Regions from separate parts of the Mus musculus genome. Here all the other regions are linked to region 2. The links are chromatin contacts, called in public Hi-C, HiChIP or PLAC-seq and promoter capture Hi-C maps. All regions are on one chromosome and are shown on one strand. The core of a region is the stretch at or near the end of the contact, and the rest is flanking DNA. Distances in the headings are between cores, read along the strand shown. Region 1 overlaps Kcnk13 (potassium channel, subfamily K, member 13). Region 2 holds the start of Kcnk13 (potassium channel, subfamily K, member 13). Region 3 has its middle 7.8 kb from the start of Gm51957. Region 4 holds the start of Tdp1 (tyrosyl-DNA phosphodiesterase 1).

What was found. Hi-C and Micro-C count contacts between places; a contact is called where the count stands out from the background. HiChIP or PLAC-seq counts read pairs in DNA pulled down with a chosen protein or histone mark. Capture Hi-C pulls out chosen DNA fragments and counts their contacts.
Region 1: a contact with region 2 is called in an H3K4me3 HiChIP or PLAC-seq map of bone marrow-derived macrophages, with 4 times the contacts expected there. The contact joins the enhancer-like site here to the promoter of Kcnk13 in region 2. A contact is called at or near these places in 3 of 39 promoter capture datasets (the 3T3-L1 cell line, hippocampal neurons and macrophages), 1 of 15 datasets of contacts at CTCF or cohesin (the NIH/3T3 cell line), 6 of 484 Hi-C or Micro-C datasets (the STO cell line, bone marrow-derived macrophages, female germline stem cells and 2 more), 7 of 115 datasets of contacts at active chromatin or transcription factors (bone marrow-derived dendritic cells, bone marrow-derived macrophages, embryonic midbrain and 3 more) and 4 of 9 other capture datasets (adipose tissue, bone marrow-derived macrophages, embryonic stem cells and 1 more).
Region 3: a Hi-C map of cerebral cortex shows a contact between it and region 2, with 2.1 times the contacts expected there. The contact joins the enhancer-like site here to the promoter of Kcnk13 in region 2. A contact is called at or near these places in 14 of 39 promoter capture datasets (the 3T3-L1 cell line, 3T3-L1-derived adipocytes, the HPC-7 cell line and 11 more), 7 of 484 Hi-C or Micro-C datasets (bone marrow-derived macrophages, cerebral cortex, cortical glia and 3 more), 12 of 115 datasets of contacts at active chromatin or transcription factors (bone marrow-derived dendritic cells, bone marrow-derived macrophages, embryonic forebrain and 7 more) and 5 of 9 other capture datasets (adipose tissue, bone marrow-derived macrophages, embryonic stem cells and 2 more).
Region 4: a promoter capture Hi-C map of adipose tissue shows a contact between it and region 2. The contact joins the promoter of Tdp1 here to the promoter of Kcnk13 in region 2. A contact is called at or near these places in 20 of 39 promoter capture datasets (the 3T3-L1 cell line, the C10 cell line, the HPC-7 cell line and 15 more), 3 of 15 datasets of contacts at CTCF or cohesin (CD8 T cells, hippocampal excitatory neurons and pro-B cells), 34 of 484 Hi-C or Micro-C datasets (the AtT-20 cell line, B cells, the C10 cell line and 24 more), 8 of 115 datasets of contacts at active chromatin or transcription factors (a beta-TC-6 cell line, bone marrow-derived macrophages, effector CD8 T cells and 5 more) and 5 of 9 other capture datasets (adipose tissue, embryonic stem cells, liver and 2 more).

The regions. Positions count from the first base shown.
Region 1 is chr12:100,043,706-100,046,405 of GRCm38.p6, forward strand. All of the region lies in intron 2 of Kcnk13 (potassium channel, subfamily K, member 13), which reads left to right. All of the region lies in intron 2 of Gm51957 (a long non-coding RNA gene), which reads right to left. Among named protein-coding and RNA genes, the nearest start is that of Gm51957, 12 kb to the right of the region's middle. Within about 2 kb of position 1,271, at least 8 of the 459 cell types and tissues checked have an H3K27ac peak or open chromatin away from gene starts, as enhancers often do. A contact at or near this core is called in bone marrow-derived macrophages, where this site is marked.
Region 2 is chr12:99,963,186-99,965,885 of GRCm38.p6, forward strand. It overlaps Kcnk13 (potassium channel, subfamily K, member 13), which reads left to right and starts at 1,314. Exons shown (of 3, transcript NM_146037.2): 1 at 1,314-1,616; 2 at 2,019-2,700.
Region 3 is chr12:100,063,830-100,066,529 of GRCm38.p6, forward strand. No RefSeq gene overlaps it. Among named protein-coding and RNA genes, the nearest start is that of Gm51957, 7.8 kb to the left of the region's middle. Within about 2 kb of position 1,447, at least 23 of the 459 cell types and tissues checked have an H3K27ac peak or open chromatin away from gene starts, as enhancers often do. A contact at or near this core is called in cerebral cortex and cortical glia, where this site is marked.
Region 4 is chr12:99,883,242-99,885,941 of GRCm38.p6, forward strand. Tdp1 (tyrosyl-DNA phosphodiesterase 1) reads left to right here and starts at 1,277. Exons shown (of 16, transcript NM_028354.5): 1 at 1,277-1,311. Efcab11 (EF-hand calcium binding domain 11) reads right to left here and starts at 201. Exons shown (of 6, transcript NM_030172.2): 1 at 41-201. The coding sequence starts at 115.

The DNA of each region.
Region 1 (2,700 bases), core at 21-2,520, 80 kb after region 2:
AACCCTGAGTACATACCCAAGGTAAACAACTTTCCAAGCCAAAAGCTACAATGGAACAAATTGGTTCACTTGTATGGAAATTAAACTTCCACCTGACTACAACACATTTATGTGAGAATAAGAAACAAACACATTTGGAAAAACTATCTGCAGTTGCATATCAAAAGGCAGAATTAAACCTGAGAGGGGAAAGGAGGCAGAATCGATCTGGGACGCATGGGAGTGGTTGTGATCAAAATACATCACACGCTTGTATGAAGTTCTCAAAGAATTAACAAAATATATATATATATATATATTTAAGGAAGAGTTAAATTTTCTTAATATATGAAGAGTTCTTATAAGTCAACAAGAAGGATAAGTATTTTCATAAGGAATGGACTAAAGATGAAACTACACAGCTCACAAAAGAAGAAACACAAAAACCCAACAACTGGGCAGAGGTTGGGGGTGGGGAGGCGGGGCATACAGAGAATGAAGCAGAAAATACAAAGAACGAAGAGACAAGACAGGGTCCTGAAAGAGCATGTGCCCTGTCTTCACTGGGCAAGCAGTGTTTGGCCTTGGGCCGTGGCTCAGTGAATGCTTGTTCAACAGTACCTAGAGATGAAGAATACAGGCCGGCTGCCAAGCTACAGATACAATTGAGATGCAGATAAGAGAAAGGTGGGGGTAGGGGATGGGTTTTTTATGCATAAAACTGAACGTTGGGTCGACTTTCATGGTAGAGTCTATTCTGTCAGTGGGGTTAGAAATGACATCATTGGTGGGACTGGTCTTTGTGTCTGTCCCTTCTAGAAAGTCTCCACTGACAATGCTCAGAGGGTGCTCTGCCATTGTCTTATGAGTCCTTTCTCTGCTCCCTCCTCCTCCTCTCGCCCTAGGGATAAGGGCTTTTTTTTTTTAATACCTTGGGTTCCTTGGTGAATGACAGTGTGCCATTTCCTCTCCCCATTGGGCTCACATTAGTACCTCTGAAGCCACTCACTTGAAACCCTGGCATTTATATTACCAGCCCCAAGTTCACAAGAGCAGTGAATGTCACTGTTTGTTCCCTTTGTATTTAAATAAATCCTAACAAATACCTCCTTTCTGCTCACACTGGCTTCCCACGCCCCCTTTTCGTTTTTTTCTTTGTAAACAACTAACAAACCACAGTGGTAGCCTAGTTCTGAACATTCATTCCCTTTGGCAGCCGTGTTCTGTAGTTCTGTATACTGATCCCAATTGCACTACAAGCACCATAATACTTTTTAAAATGTGGCTTTTTCCTGTGGGCTGGCAAGATGACTCAGCTGTAAAGGCACTCACCAGCAAACTTAACTTTGATCCCTGGAGCCTACACGGTGGCAGGTGAGAAACACCTCCAGAAAGCTGCACATGCAAAACAAATCAAGAAATGTAATTTTTTTTTTTTACTTAAAATAATTTCTCTCCTGGCTTTGGGCAAAGGAAAGCTATAACTATTTTCTAGAACTAGTATTATCAAAATTAAATATTGTAAAGAGAAAGCCCTTGAAGACCAGCTTATTACAGGGCAGTGGTTCACTTCCCTGCCAACTCATCAGTTCCTTTAAGAGAAATAAGGAGCCTTGTGTAGGACAGAGACTCCTACAAAGGAGCAGAGTGGAGAAATTAAGAGAGGGGCACAAAGGGGGACAAGAAAATGAGGAAGGGAGAGGGGGAAAGGAAGAAATTTTTTCTGACAAGACCTTTGATTAAAGAGTTACTGTCCCTGGAGGCTCATGTGTTTGGATGCTGGAGTCCCAGTTCATGGAAGTGTTCTGGAGAGGATTAGGAGGTGTGGTCTTGTTAGAGGAGGTGTGTCACTGGGTGTGGGCTTTGAGAGCCCACACTGTTGGCATTTTGTCTGGGTTCCACCCCACAGTTACCTGGGCAACAGCCAGGTGTGCCTGACTCATTATAAAAGGGGCTGCTTGCCCCCTTCCCTCTCTCTTCTCTTGATCTCTTCCCCTCTTCCCCCTCTGTCCCCTCTCTTCTTATTCCCTTCTCCCCTCTCTCTCCACAAGCTCATGGTCCACCTCTACTCCTCCACTCTCTCTCTCTACCTTTCTATGTCTCTACTACCCTTTCAACTCCCCCCCCCATTCCCTAAATGATGTGTTTATAAAAAGATGAAGAGAAGGGAAATATGTTCTGTGGAGGTGTGGTGAGGTATGGGAGAAGGGCAGTAGACAGAGTCCCTGACAAGGGACAGGGCCAGACTTGCTTTTCAGGTGGCAAACTGGCTTTTCAGGTGGCAGCGAACCACAAATGGGGGAGGGGGGTGTCTACACTGAAAGTTGCTAGCAAGAAAGTGCCAGTTTGGTGGCCATGTAGAGATACTGTTTTCTGTTAACTGTGAATTAGACCAAGACATCCCAGTAAATAGGGCCAAAGCGGCAAAGACTGACCCAGGGGTGAGAAAACAGGGTTATTAACTGCCCTGACCAGTGTCCTGAGGGCATTATTAATAACCAGAGATATTCTAGCACAGGCCAGACTGCCAAGTCATCACATGGGAGCCTGGGGGCTACACTTGGAGCTAGTGCTCCTGAGCCAGAGAACAGTTTATTCAGGGATTCTCAGCCACAAGAAAGAGTCTCAAAAGGAGAGGAGAATCTCACCCAAGGGGGAAAAATGAGGGTCAGTGAAAGACTGAATGTCTCCCATCCTCAAGGACAACACAGATGCAGCTCT
Region 2 (2,700 bases), core at 64-2,563:
CGAGAGTTCACTGACTTGGCTACGGAACTGTGGCTAGCCAGCTCCACTTGGCCCTACCTGCTCAGGAGGAGTAGGATGTCAAAAGTCCACAGCTATGCTCATCCTTCTGTATGTGTGTTGGGGAGCTGAACTCTGGTCCTCACACTGTGATGAGCACATTACTGACTTGGCCATCTCCCCAGCTCCAAAACCAAGCTTTTAAGTGGGCAAAATAGTCCAACCATTTACAAAAGTCCAATATACAAGGTGTCCAGAGAACACAAAACCCCAAGGAGATAAGTTTATGTGCCTGTATACAGAAGGCTTAAAAATAAAATGGCTGGCTCTGTCAACAGTCTATAGGATGTGGACACTGCATTGTTGTGGGTTAGAAAAAGCTAGTTTGAAATGATGTCAGTCGGTACACTTCAGGAACACACTTTACACAAGACACATAACTGGTTCTTATGAATACAGAGACCTGAATAAACAAAACCAAGTTCTATAAAGGAGAAATATTCCATGGTGGAAAAAGAAATCAGAATAGTGGCTACCTCTGCAGGAATGTGGGTGGGGATTTACTGGGAAGATATTTGTGGGAGCTTTAATCCTTTGGTGGCTTTTAGATGATAAGGGAGGGAGGCCACCATTGTTTGGCTCCCAAAGTTATCAGGACTCACCTAATGGTACAATGACATGTCATTGCATGCAAATTTTACCACAAAAGCAAAAATCCGAGGATAGAGCTCTTAATAATGGCCAATACTGGCTGGAGATGGGGTGAAAGTGTGTGGGTGTCTACAACCATTCAAAGTGCATCCTGAGTGGGTTGGTGACTAGAAAGGAATGGGTAAATATAAGCAAGCCTGGTAAACTGTCACTTGTAGAATCTAGGTGGTGGTGTGTTGTGTCATTGTAAACGTCATTCGATTTTGATGTACTTGAGATGTTTCTTAAACTAGTAAAGGTAATTGGGTTACTCACCCTGGGTGTGAACTCAATACCCTCTAAAGTTCTTCCTCCCCAGGAGACACAATGCAAGATAAACGGTCTGTTAGTTACTCTCACCAAAATCATTTGCATCTATTCAACAGAACTGCAAGCTTTTCTAGTTCTGTTTCTGGCTAGTATCGTGGGTGGGTCTCCTGGGACCACTCTCTCTCTCTCTAAAGGCGGAGAAATTCTGTTTAGACCGTGGGTGGCTATGAATCCATTCCTTCACACAGCTATATTCGATCCCCTGTGGCTAAACTGCTGGGAACCAGGTGTGTCTGGAGGGCACGCAGCGCCCTCTTCTGGCCTGAGAGGAACCCACGCAGACCATCGAGGCTCTCGACCTATCTGTTAAGCAACCACTCCAGGGATCTGCACTCCCTGGTAGAAGCATCGCTGTTTAGAGGTCCAGGCGAGCGCCAGCGGAGGAGACCTGAGCAGGAGACTGGCCCTGAGGCCAAGGGGCGGGTACCGGGTGGAGTCGCCTCGGTTGGCAGCTGCAGAGCTCCACCTGTTGCAGTTTTTGAGCACTCCACAGAGAAGGCAGCTCTGGGCACGGACTTCTGCTCTCAGCCCCACTGGGCAGGGCAAGGCCACTTGAGAAGGGAAGCCAGGAACCATCCTGAACCTGTTCCACAGAGCAGGTGCGTTTGGGAAGGTGAGACGCGAAGGCGACGGCGGCTCCAGAGCTCATGGCAAGTTGGGGGTCTCTGGGTGGGCGCCCCAGCGGTTCACAAAAGAACCTTGTTGCCGGCTTACATGTTGTAGCTTGGAGTTCTCAGCTCAGCGCCACTGACTGCGCAAGAACTACAGAGCCGAGGCGATCAAAACCGGGTGAAAGAGATGGAACTCTTCTGGCCGCTGTCCTTGGCCGGTTCTCCGGGAGATGGGCTGGCAGGGCCGGCACGTGTGGACAGAGAACGCCCGGTGCAGGCCCTAGAGGCCAAGGGCGATCTGGTATGGGGGAAGTCAAGGAAGGCTCCCTGGGAGGATGCTTCTAACTTCCTTCACTGTTCCAACCTCCCCCTCTGTTCTCCTCCCCACAGCGGTCCGCCCTCGTGCTGCCGTGGAGCCTGTGTGCCCAGCAGAGATCCGAGCCGGCTGATCTGCCTCTTCGCACTGTCCCTGCGTCCGTGCGTCTGCCCCAAACCCGTTCCGACCTCTGAGCCCTGGTTATTCTGGTGGATAGAGGCTCTCGGCAGAACATTGTCACTAATACGCAACACAGATCCACCTGGAGAGGCACCGAAGACAGAGAACAGCCCGTATCCCAGCCATCACAGCTTGGAAAGCAATGCTCCGAGGAACCCGGACCTTGATGTGAAGCTTACCCGCCGATTCTCTCTGGACCCACGACCTTTTTTTTCTTCAAGAGGAGTTCAAGTTCTAGGGAGTTTGCCTTGAAGGCACGCCACGCCCCCTCCCCAATCTGAGCCGAATTAGGAGCTCGGGTGAACCCGGGTCGCCCGCACCCTCGCACCAAGTCGAAGCAGATTCTGTGTCCCGACCCTCTGGTCTTCAGCCTTAAGGAGAACTCCAGAGAGGACAGGGAGGCGGCGACGACAAAGCGGATTCGAAACCACGAGTCCAGGCGGACGTGGGGAGCTGGCTACACAGGAACCACCGAGGAGGCGGCGGCGGCCGGGAGATCCACGCCGCCTTGGGGAACGCGCGGCGGGCATGGGCGAGCCCGCACGCAGAGCAGGCTAAGGTCGGCAGAGCACATCC
Region 3 (2,700 bases), core at 197-2,696, 100 kb after region 2:
GCTCCCTAGGGGGAACACTGGAGAATCAGTGTTAAGAGAAGTGTATGGAAGAGAAAGAAGGAAGGGAGGGAGGGAGGGGAGGGGGTCAGGAGGAGAGGGAGGGAGGAAGGGAGGGGAAGGATGGAAGAAAGGAAGGGAAGAAGGAGTAAAAAAAAAACTTGAAAAATTAGGAACCTTCACTTAATAAAGTCTCTCTATTGTTACTCATAGACATGAACTGGTTAACAGGACATTTTAGACAGTAATAATCAAAGCCCAAGTCCACGAGGCTCCTGATGGAGTAGCAGATACACACAGCAAGGGAGGCCGAGTGCATGAGGCTCCAGATACACACCGCAAGGAAGCAAGCTTGCTAACGGTAGCTTTCCTGGGTGATGATGGCAGCCATGCCTTTCCTGGGTGATGGCAGCCATGCTATTGCCTCTTGCCACCTCGGTTATCACCTGGTAGGCTTTCCGCTCTCCTTAACCAGGCATAGCAATGGGCCCAGGATCCTGTGTCACGAGTTCAGGGTCTCCCTACTGATGTTGCTTTCAGGCTTTATGTAGGAAGTCCGGGATTTTCTCTGACACAGGAATGGGACCCCCGGCAGCCCATTTCTCTGAGGATCAGCCCATGTCGCTTGTTGTGGCAGAACTCCACGCTTCCATCTCCTCAACATTCCCATCGGCTCAGTTTATAATTCATTTTGTTTTTAAAAGAGACTGTCATACCAAATGAAAGCCTGTAAGCACTTGCTATAAATAGGCGATGATAAAGTAAAGCTCAAACTGTGTTATTAAATTCTATCCAAATCCTGTATCTCGGCAAAGGCTCTAAGCCCGAAGGCTTTTCTCTCTTAGAAAAAATGGAGAATAGGTGGCCGTAGTAGTGCCTGCTGAGGTGAGAGGACCCAGAGCTCAGGACCGGTTTTTTGATGGTATAGTAAGTTCCGGGCCAGCCGAGGCCACGTGAGACCCTGTCCCAAAACAAAAGGCCAGAGAGATGGCTCCGTGGGTAAAAGCTTGCTCTCAAGCCTGAGTTCAATTCCTGAGACCCATGTGATGGAAGAAAAGAACTATCACAAGCTGTCCTCTGGCCGTCACAGCGTGTGCGCGCGCGCACACACATGCATGCACACACGCGCACCCACAAAAAATTTAAAAAAAAAAACCTATGTCATTTCATATTGTTAAACGACAACAGAAAACATGTTATCAAATGTCGGGAAGGGGAGGGGACACCTGAATCAGACTTGTTCTATGATGGAGTCAAAAGAACCAGGAGAGAGTTGAGAAGAAACAATTCCTTATAATGTGATTCTGTGTTAATGCCACACTGAGGGCCGCTAAAGGCATCTCACACTCTGCCCATATCCTTGGTGTCCACATCTGGAACAGCAGCACACAGATAACAGAGCACTGTTTCTGAGGTCAGGCCAGTGTGTGAACAAGCAGCTCTTTGTGTGAGGATGCCAGGGCTTGGATCTGAGCGCTGGAAAGGGTGGGCCTGTCACTTACCACGCTGAGCCCCATCTCTGTAGAACACCAGCTTCCTCTGCAAGCTGCTGGAAAGATCCAATAAAGTGATGCCCAGGGAGGGCATCAGGACTCTGAGAAACCATTTGGGCAGTGGGCTGCAGGTTTGGATTTGAAGAGGGGAGGTCCACTAGCACTGCATCCAGCTGGGAAAGATTTTGCATGCCATGCCATTTAAATGACCGTGTTTCTCCCGTTATTCAACGGTGTCCCCTTGGTTTTGTTCCACCTCCCACACCCCACCACCAAATCCTTGTATCTGTTCCAGAGAGCTTCCATTTCAGTATCAGCTGACCTCATCCAGTCACTTGATACAATACAACGCTTTGGAAACGATCACACACACATACAGTCACACACATACTTTCTCAATACACACACATTCACACACACATACACTCTCACACACACATTCATATACAAACATTCACATTCTCAAACACATATACTCTCACACACATACACAGACATTCACATGCTCACACACACACATATACTCACACATACATGCACACACTCACACACACATATACTCACACTCATTCACTCACACACTCTCACACACACACATACTCACACACATATACTCACACACTCAGCGTTTTAAGATCTAGGGCTTACTCATATTTGTAATATTTTCATGACCACATTTTGGAACAGGCAGGCACTTGTCCTCAAACTCCTCTAACCTTTTTGGATAGAGAGGATAAGTAACTATCTGATTTTATCCCAACCACTGAGAATTAGGATGGCAGAGGTTTGAGAGTATATCTGGGAGTGATCTCCTTTGGTGTTCTGATGGCAATTCCCTAATGCAGTAGTTCTACCTATGGACATTAATTACAGTTCTTCTATAGAGAACTAGTTCCCCTTCTGCCCACCACTGTTTTAAAATGGTAGGGAAGTTTCTGTAACATTCCTTTCAAGGCACCTTTGATGACAATGAATTAATTCTTTCAGTCGTGATCTGTCTGATAAAAGTCCTTGCCTCCACTTTCTCTATAGGTGTGTGACTGAGTGGGGAGAGAGAGAGACTGTATGTTCACATGTGGAGGTACATGTGTGTGCATGTATGTGCATATGGAGGCCAGAGGTATTCCTAATTGATCACCACTTTATATACTGAGGCAGGGTCCCTCACTCGAACCCAGAGCTCACTGATATGGTTAGTCTGTCTAGGGAG
Region 4 (2,700 bases), core at 27-2,526, 80 kb before region 2:
CAGGCTTAAGTCTGAACTCGGGTCGCGCTCCCACACCTACTTTCACCCATTTCCTGCGTTCTGAGGCGCTGGCTTCGCCTGCTCGGGGCCTTGCGCCTGCCTCTGACAAGAACATCGCCACCGACACGGAGACCAAGCCAGGCGTCTCCTCCGCTGCAGCGAGAACACAGACCAGCCACTGCGGCCTCGCCCACCACCGCTGGGACTCAACTTCGCCGCGCAACTCCAACGTCTCCTCCCATTGGTCAGTCTCCGAGCCACTGGCGTTGATTTCGTACTGTCATTGGTTAAAGGCGCTGTTTAACGATGGGGCGGGGCCTCAAGGCCCGCTCCCAGACCTTGGCCCCGCCCCTACTCGATTTTTCTTGTCTTAAGGGAGGTCTGGTACCTCTGGGCTCTCTTAACTCGTTTTGATTGCTTTCAGGCTCTCTCCCAAATTTACAATAAACTCTTTTTGATTATTCTGACCCGTGTCATTGCTAGATTTGGCAGGAGACACACGAAGAATGTGAAAAAAAAAGCACACAAACACAAATAATGAGTGAACACCAAGATTCATTTTTAAACTGCAAGTCTTTGGACGGCCTTCGCAGAGCAGCTACTATGTTTATTTTCGCCCTCTTGGTAACCCTGGCACGTAACACTGTGTCTAGGACAATTAAACGGAATGTCCCGTTTTTTTGAATGTTTACACAGAATTGATTATTCAACCCCCCGGAAGGCGATGCCTGACGTGAGGCTGACTTAAGGAACAGCACAAGAATCCCATACCAGACATCTTTATAGAAGATGAGGAATACCCTCTACCCTTCTGGCAAATCAGTGAGATTGACAAGAACATGACCGTTTCAAAGGAGAAACCTTCAAAGGAGGTTCTGAGTCTGATGGGAGCTCATTTAACTTTTTATCTAGCAGTCGATTTTAAAGTCTGAAGCAGCTGTCTTTTTCTACCGCTCACCCATCTCCCAGAGCACGCCGCTGTCTTAGCCTTGAGAGCCTGAAGCTGCCTAAAAGCATCCCCAGAATGGAGTCGTTGTTTGCAAATTAACCTCGAGAGAGAAGCTACCACAGCTTTCTGTTTCTCTCTTCTTTCAACAGGAAACTAGCAGAGAGTGAGGCGTTCATTCGGCTCTTTTCTGGTCCTCTTGGTCTCAGGCAAATGAGGCTGTCTTTAGGACCCAGTGGGGGGCTTCCGGAAGGGGAAGCGGCTGGCTAGCTAGGCGGCGGCGCCGGCGAGTTTGAACTGCGCGCATGCGCGGGCGCGCCGCGGGGCGGAGTCTCGGCGGCGGCGGCGGCGGCCTGGCGGGTCAGGTAGGTGTCTGCCGCTGCGGGCGCCGGCTCGGGGCGGGCTCTGGCGGCAGCGGCGGCGGTAACTCTGCGCCCGCCCTCCTCATGGCGGCGCGATGGCCGCTGCCATCAGATGTGGTAGTGGAAGGCCAGCAGGGCTCGGTGAGGACCGCGAGGAGAGCGGCGAGGCCGGGGTCCTTGGGCAGGGTTCCTCCGCTCTGAGTCCCGGGAGCCCCGGACCCTGCGCTCCTAACCCTTGGGACGCGCTGCAGAGCCGCTGGCCTTCGCTCCCTCCGTGGACCACGCTCCACACCAGGGACACCGCCGTGATATTGGGCTGTCTTGAGGTTGAAATGAGTCTGTACGCTTGGAATTGTGTCTGGGCAGAGCTGAGCGCTCGGGGAACGTTGGCAGCTTTACGATTTGCTTACTGTACCCCCAAATTACTGCTCCTTGACCATCGTCAGCACCCCACAGCCCAGCTCCTGCAGAAGCGTCCTTATCGCCACGTGTGCACAAAGTTGTGTTACATATGATCATTTTAAAAGACTAGACGGGCCAAGGCACTCTCACTGGGAGTCCCATTGTCTTTAGAATAAAATTCGGCTTTTAACTTGCCTTACTGTCCCCACCCCTTCTTTCTGGACCATTCCTGTGTTACAGTTAGAACCTAGCTACCTCCTCCTGGCCTTCAGCAGGTTGGATTCCATCTGTCTGGAATGTTTCTCGACTGCCTTTTAGCCCGCGGATTCCTTTCCCTCCCAGGTCTCATGCTATGCCACAAATGATTCCAAAGAAAAGTTATCCCTGTAAAATGTAGTGAGCATCTGTAGTCATCTTGACTTTTAGGCTTTTTATGTGTTAATGTGTGCCTTTCACCCTGAAATTAAACCTGTCTAGGATAGAAGCTTTATATTATTAACTCTTTATCCCCGACCTCAATTCTGCTTACTTCCCGGCTCAGAGGAAGGACCACCTTGGAAGAATCTGGTGCCTCTGTCTTAAATGTCTGAGGAGTAGTGTCTATATAGAAGAAATACTGAGTCTGCTCAGCCAACCGGGGAATAGTGGAAGCAAGGTTCTAAGCGGAGTGCCTTTTTTTTTTTCATCAGCTGTTGTGTGTGTGTGTGTTTGTACACACACCTATACAGGCAGTTTCCGACTGTCTTCCTCAGTTGCGCTCTGCCCTGTTCTAGTGAGTCAGAATCTCACAGAACCTGAAGATGGCGGCAGTTTTCTTTCTGGGTGACTGGCCAGTGAACTCTCAGACCTCCTTGACTATCACAATGTTGGGGTCATAGGCACAGGTATTATGCTGGGCTTTGGAACTCATGGCAAACCCTCTTATCCACGGCTCAAAGCTCTAGCCCTCCATGCATATTTTTAAAAGCCCTTAAGGAAATTTCTGATGAC